Linked DNA regions of Sus scrofa: region 2 is linked to region 1. A link is a contact called in public Hi-C data. All regions are on one chromosome and are shown on one strand. The core of a region is the stretch at or near the end of the contact, and the rest is flanking DNA. Distances in the headings are between cores, read along the strand shown. Region 1 has its middle 54 kb from the start of SEMA4C. Region 2 holds the start of SEMA4C (semaphorin-4C).

Region 1 (3,390 bases), core at 387-2,886:
AGGGTGTCCAGCAGTCATCCCTTGGGGAAACCCTGTAGCACCACGAAGCAGCCTCAGGACACAGACGAGTCCTCACCTGAGGGGCCAGCACTGTGCACCGGGGATTGTTTTTAGTGTTGGCGGGTAATTATGTCTGTGAAGCATCTGGTGGATCCAGAAGCTATGGTGGCTGTTATCAAAACAAAAATGTATTTCTTCACGAATCATACCTTATTCAATAAACTGAAGATACTAAGCAGCATGAATGCTCTAAGTACTGTCTGTGTTTCTTTCTGTAGTTCCTTTTTGGCCATTTCTTCCTCATCCTGGTCTCAGATGGTTTGGTTTGGTTTCTCTTTTTGTTTTCTCACAGGATTTTTAAGCAGTCAAATCCCTTTGTCCATAGATGTGGTTGACACTTTCTGCTCTTGTGCTGTCTTTGGACACCTGATCTGCCTCACAGCGAGCAGAGCAGTCTCCAGCTTGGGTGGCGAGGAAGCCGTTCAGAGCTCCTGGAGCCCCCAGTGTGGAGGCCCAGCCCGTGGGCAGCTGCCCCTCAGGAAACCACATGGCCCTGTTATCTGTGAATCACAGACGCACAAGGAGCACTTAGGTGCCAGCCCAGGGCCCGCCCTGTTCACATGTGGGTGCCCTTCACTCCTGAACATCACAGAGAGACAGGCTGGGATCCAGCTTGGCTGCCCCAGCTGCACTCTCAGTCCCCACCCTGGTACTGTGAGAAGGCTGTGTAGACCTAAACGGGCAGGAAGAGGCTTTGAGGACCACCCGGGAGATCCCCCACCCTGGCTTCCCCAGAGCCGTCACTGGTCCAGCACAGCCCCTCCAGAGTCTCCAATTGGAGCCCGACAATAACAGTAATTCAGCTTCATAATTGGTCCTCATTTTTGAAACATGTTATTGTCTGTTGTGATGATAAAAGTAATTTCATTAAAAATAATAGCTAACATTTCTAGAGAGCTTGTGCCAGGCACTGAGCCCAGGGCTTTGCCCATCTCATTCAGTCACCACAACCACCCAACATGTAGATACTATTATTTTCCAGTTTTACAAATAATCAGGGGGCTGGGAAGCCTGAACTTCATGGTCTGGAAGAAGAGTGGCTGGCCTGGCCTGGCCCTGGTCTGGCTTGTCGTGGCTTTCTCTCTGTCTTGCCATCTGTGCTCCACCCTCACTGGCCTTCTTTCCCCTCTCGTCCTGCTGCAGGGCCTCGGCCTGTGCGCATTTCTCTGCTTGGGGTCACTCTCCCTCCTCCCAGCAGCTCCCTGGCTTTTGCCTTCTTGTCTTCACCTCTTCCTCTGCCCCCCACTCCCCCAGCCTCCATTCCCTCCACTGTCACGCTCCCTTTTCCACTCTTTGTGGCTCTGGTTATCTATGTCTGACGTGTAGATTCTTTGATTCATACTGCCTCTCCTGATAGGCTGTGAGCCCAGAGCTTGGGGACCGTGTCTTTGCTTGTTTTCGTTTCAGCTTTCCCTTAAGTCCCTGGCAGCTCTGTGAGCCGAGTCCACAGTAAGACTCAGACCTTCCCCGTTGAACAAGGGGACAGTTTGGGGAATGTGTGTGTTGTCCACAGCGGATGTAGGCATCTTTTCCACCAGCTCCTCTGATCCCCTGTGGTCAGTTGGCAGTGGAGCTGCCTATCCGCTGACCTGGTGGCGACAGGCAGGCATGCTTTACCCCAGCTCAGCGTGGCTGAGCTTCACAAAGTATGGCCAGGGTCCTGCCCTCTGAGACTGGTCCAGTGAAGCCTGGATGTGAGCACTTTAAAAGCTCCCAGGAGTCCCGATGTGGCTCAGTGAAAACAGATCTGACTAGTATCCATGAAGACACGAGTTTGATCCCTGGCCTTGCTCAGTGGGTTGAGGATCCAGCGTTGCCTTGGGCTGTGGTGTGGTGTAGACCAGCTGTTACAGCTTCCATTTGACCCCTAGCCTGGGAACCTCCATATGCCATGGGTGCGGCCCTAAAAAGACAATAAATAAATAAAAATTTAAAAATGAAGTCTTTGTTTAAAAATAAAAAAATAAAAGCTCCCCTGATGGTTCCACAGAGGCAGTTGGCCTCCCCTTGGAGGCTGAGAGCCCTGGGTGTGATGGGTGGTGGGGGCTACCTGCCTTGATTCCTCCCTCCCCCTCCCCACCCACACAATCTGCCAGAGTCCCAGGGTGCTGCTCTGAGGCAGGGCCATGGCTGTCTCAGCTCTGTGGTTCCTGAGCCTATCTGGTATTAGAATCACTTGGGAATTCTTAAAAATTCCAGAGCCCAAGCCACACCCATGCTAATTAAACCATAGTCACAGGGAGTGGGACACAGGTGGCAGTAATTTTTGAAGCTGCTCCCTAAGTGATTGCAAACTGTGCAGATGAGTCTGAGAACCACTGCATTAGGTTCTCAGCTGGGTCCTGATCCAGAAGCAAACACTAGCATCCTGCCAAAGATGTTATGTGTGGAGTCCTTTTCCTCTGTGTGTGTGTGTGTGTGTGTGTTTAAGGGTTCTTTGGTTCGTTTTTGCTTGTTTTGGATGTGCCTGCAGCATGTGGAAATTCCCAGGCCAGGGATCAAACTCATGCCACACCAGTGACCCAAGCCAGTGCAGTGACACCTGATCCTTAACCTGTTGCACCACAAGGGAACTCCTGAGTTCTTTGTTTTCATTGTTTTGTTTATTTATTTATTTATTTTTACTTTTTAGAGCCACGGTTTCAGCATATTGAGGTTCCCAGGCTAGGGGTCCTATCGGAGCTACAGCTGCCGGCCTACACCACAGCCACAGAACCTTGGAATCCAAGCTGCGTCTGAGACCTACACCACAGCTCTTGGCAATGCCGGATCCTTAACCCCTGAAGGGGGCCAGGGATTGAACCTGAAACCTCTTGGTTCCTAGTCAGATTTGTTTCCACTGTGCCACGATAGGAACTCCTTTTATTTAATTTTTAGAGCAGTTTTAAGGCTTACAGAAAGAGTCCACCTTTGCCCACAATGTCTCCTGTTAGTAACATCTTGCTTTAGTGTGGTATATTTGTTAGGGTTGATGAGCCATTACTGTTACATTGTTATTAGCTGAAGTCCACTATTTACATTAAGGTTTCTGGGTTGTACAATTATGACATGTGTCCATCATTACTAGATCCTACAGAATTGTTTCACTACTCTAAACATCCTCTGTGCTCCTGTTTCTCCCTCCTGCCCTCCTTCCCTGCCTTCCTCCCTACTCCTGGTAACCCCTGATTGTTTTTGCCATTGCTATAGTTTGCTTCTTCCGGAAGAGCGTATAGTTGGCATCATGTAGCCTTTTCAGACTGGCTTCTTTTCCCTTGGCAGTGTATACATTGGAAGTTTCTCCGTGTCATTTTGTCGCTTGATGGTTTATTTCTTTTTATTGCTCAGTGG
Region 2 (3,390 bases), core at 456-2,955, 54 kb after region 1:
CCTCATGGTTCCTAGTCAGATTTGTTTCTGGTGCGCCATGATGGGAACTCCAGTAATTTTTTTTTCCCCTTAATTTAAGGCCCATAAGTCCTCATTTTTGACAGTTGTGCTTTTATATAAAAGTATGAATCACGGAGTTCCCTTCGTGGCTCAGTGGTTAATGAATCCGACTAGGAACCATGAGGTTGCAGGTTCCATCCCTGCCCTTGCTCAGTGGGTTAAGGATCCAGCATTGCTGTGAGCTGTGGTGTAGGTTGCAGACGCGGCTCAGATCCTGCGTTGCTGTGGCTCTGGCATAGGCCAGTGGCTACATCTCCGATTTGACCTCTAGCCTGGGAATCTCCATATGCCACGGGAGCAGCCCTAGAAAAGGCAAAAAGACAAAAAAAAAAAAAAAAAAAGTATGAATAATGAGCAAGTAGACATGCAGGAAACTATATACCCTGCTCACCCACCCATGGAAAAGGCCTGTGCTGGAAAGGAACAGAATACAGCAGGAAATGAGCGAAGGTAGAGAAGGAGAGCTCAGGAACTGCAGCCTCATTTTTGAGGAGCGTTTGGGAGGGAAGGGCTCTGGAGTCTGTTAGCAGGAAGGGAGAAGTCTGCCTTGAGGTATAAGAGATGGTCCCTGCCAGTGAAACCAAACCACCTCCTGAGACTTTCCACTGGGGCCGTCTTGCAAGTGGGGCCAGGAGCTCAGGTCTCAGCCTGGTAACCCTCATCCCTAGGGGTGGGTGGGGGTGAAACTGAGGCAAAATAGCAGGGAGAGGAGGGTTTGGTGCCTAAAAGTTGTCAGAATGACTGATCAATTTATCAGAAAGACAGAATCAGGAATCCCAAGGCCTGATTTAATATTCCGACCTTGGTAATTATCTGTGTGACTTTGGACAGGTTGCTTAACCTTTCTGAGACTCATTTTATCTATAAAATGAGAGAAACAATACCTACTTTATAAAGGGTGTTGATGAGGGTAAAATGTTGCTGACTCTAAAGCACAGAACAAATGTGCTTTACTGCCGCTTAGATAGACAGGGTCTAACTTGGACCACAAGTGGAGTATGTGTGTGTTTGTGTCACCCATCTTCTCCCTCCCTGCCACCCACCCCATGCTAATTAACTGGCTTGTCCCCTATCTCCAGCATCTCCAAGGCCACCAGCTGTTTTTCTGGTGGAGAGGAACTGGGAAATGTGGCTTTGGCCAGCACGGGAGAAGGGATCTTTATGTATACTAGCAAAGACCCAATTGTTACTGAATCCAAACTGGGCTGCTTTCCCCAATTATCTCCACTGGTCTTCTGGCCTCCACTTTTCAGATGCCAAGTTTTAACCCAGAACAAAAGCCCCTGTCCAGGACTGATTTATAATCCAAATCTGCTGACGGGGCCCTAAAGTGTCCCTCCCCTACAGGACTGCACAGGGCTTAATGTTACCAGGAAGCTTTTCTGCCTCCAGTCTCTTCACTTCTGCCCTTTGGCCCTAGACAGGAGGTGGCATCTGTCTTTGGGTCCCCATGAGGTGGCCTCCCTGGGGTTCCTCTGTCCACTTGTCCAGCTTGGAGGACCAGCTGGCAAAGACACCCTAGCACCACCCAGGAGACCAGAGCTACAAGTTACTTCTAGGAGCGGCTGTGGGCGGAGGCTGGCGGTTCTGAGAGTGGTAGTTCTCCAGCTGGCTCCCCTCAACCCCTTTCATCTGAACATCAGGGTTCATGTCACTTGTTATTCAGCCTTCCAGTGGCACCAGAGGAGTCATTTCCTGAGGGTAGGCTCTGTGCAACAGGAGCCGGGGTTTATCCTTGCCGGAGTCAGGCAAGGGGCGCTGAGTGGGACCCTTTGCCTGGAGCGTGAGAAACAACAGGCAGAAGCTCGAGGGAGGCTCGGGGGTCTTCCTGGCTGGTGAGGCCCGATCCAGTCTGATCCCAGGGGTCAGGCGTCAAGCCAAGAAACGATGCAGAATTGGGGGTCCAAATAAGACCACTCTGGGCCGCCCCGAAGAGAAGCCTCGGATACACGCCTCGAGGTGGCTCGCCTGCCTTCGTTCCTGTAACCATAGCGTAGGGAGCGCCTTAGCCCCATTCCCGATCCAGGTCGCCCAGCCCGAGCGGTTGGCCTTAGGGGACACTTCGGAAAGACCGGGTAAGTCCGATTCCCCTTGCCAGGGCCCGGAGTCCCTCCTCTGTCCCACCTCCCCGCGCGGTGGCGCAGATCATGACTACAAGGCGCTGGGCCGCAGGGCACCGGGAGGGGCGGGGGTCCGAGCCACCGGACGGGGAGCGGCGAGGCGTGCGGGTCGCGGCGGGTCACAGCCCCCCTCGGGGCGGGCCTTCGCGTCCCGCCCCCGGCCTCCGCCGACCCCCCCCACCCTGTTTGACGTCAGGGGGAGGGGACGGAGAGCGGCGGCAGCCGGGGAGAAAGAGCCGGCGCCCGCCGCGGTGGCGCGGGGAGCCCGAGCCCAGGGGCGCCGAGCCGAGCCGGGCCGAGGGGCGGTGGCAGCCGGGCAGCGGAGCAGGGCGGGCGGGCGCGCGCGGGCGGGCGGCGGCGCGCGGGCAGGGGCGGACCGTGGTCGGAGCCGAACGCGAGGGCGGCGCCCAGGGATTCCAGCCGCGAAGAAGAGGTGAGTGAGGCCGGGGTTGCCCGGGGCCGGGGCTAAGGGGCTCCGGCCCGCTGCTTTGTCCGCCGACTCGGGAGGGGGCGGCCTGCACGCGCGAGGGACAGGGTCTGGGGGCGCAGGGAGGGGCGGCGGCAGGGACAACTGTCCGCCCGAGTGCCTTCTTACGCCCCCCGCGGGCTGCCTCGCGGGGGCTCGTAAGCGGGGCAAGCTATTCCCTTCGCTACAGGGTCCGGAAGCGCGGACTGGTCATGGGGAGCGGGGGTCCCCCGTGCTGTCCGGTCCGAGGCCGGGATCTTCTCCAGGTCCCCGAACTGCCCCCGGCTTTGCCACCTCCGACGGAAAGTTTGGGGCGGGCTTGGACGGAGGCCGATGTTGTGGGATCGGATTTCCCTGCCGCGGCCCCCCAGCCTCCCGCCCGCTCCGCTCCGCTGGGGAGGCGGGCTGTCCTGGAAAGGCTGGAGCGCTCGCCTTGCAGCCGCGGGGGTGCCATCCACGGCCCGCCGCTCGGGGTGGGCAAGGGTCGGGGGCGCGAGGCCGGGATCCTGCACCCCTCCACCCCCGCACCGCAAGGCTGCCCGTTTCCCCCGCTCTGGGAGGAGCTGGGAGCAGGGGCACCACTGTGCGAGCAGAGCATCGGAGTGCGCCGCGGGGTCCGATTCGGGCCTGGGTAAGGGGCCGAGGGAGGGCTGGGGGTGTGTTGGGGGACTGGTTCAGGGGGTGAACGCATCCCAGGTCGCCCGCCCTTCCCGCGCTGGGGTACTGGGCCGACAGGGGGCGTCC

What was found. Hi-C and Micro-C count contacts between places; a contact is called where the count stands out from the background.
Region 2: a Hi-C map of fetal liver shows a contact between it and region 1, with 2.0 times the contacts expected there. A contact is called at or near these places in 3 of 5 promoter capture datasets (fetal liver, fetal skeletal muscle and liver), 5 of 47 Hi-C or Micro-C datasets (blood, fetal liver, omental adipose tissue and 1 more) and 1 of 2 datasets of targeted methods (skeletal muscle).

The regions. Positions count from the first base shown.
Region 1 is chr3:56,695,000-56,698,389 of Sscrofa11.1, forward strand. It overlaps FAM178B. Among named protein-coding and RNA genes, the nearest start is that of SEMA4C, 54 kb to the right of the region's middle.
Region 2 is chr3:56,749,040-56,752,429 of Sscrofa11.1, forward strand. SEMA4C (semaphorin-4C) reads left to right here and starts at 1,706. Exons shown (of 15, transcript XM_021087262.1): 1 at 1,706-2,135.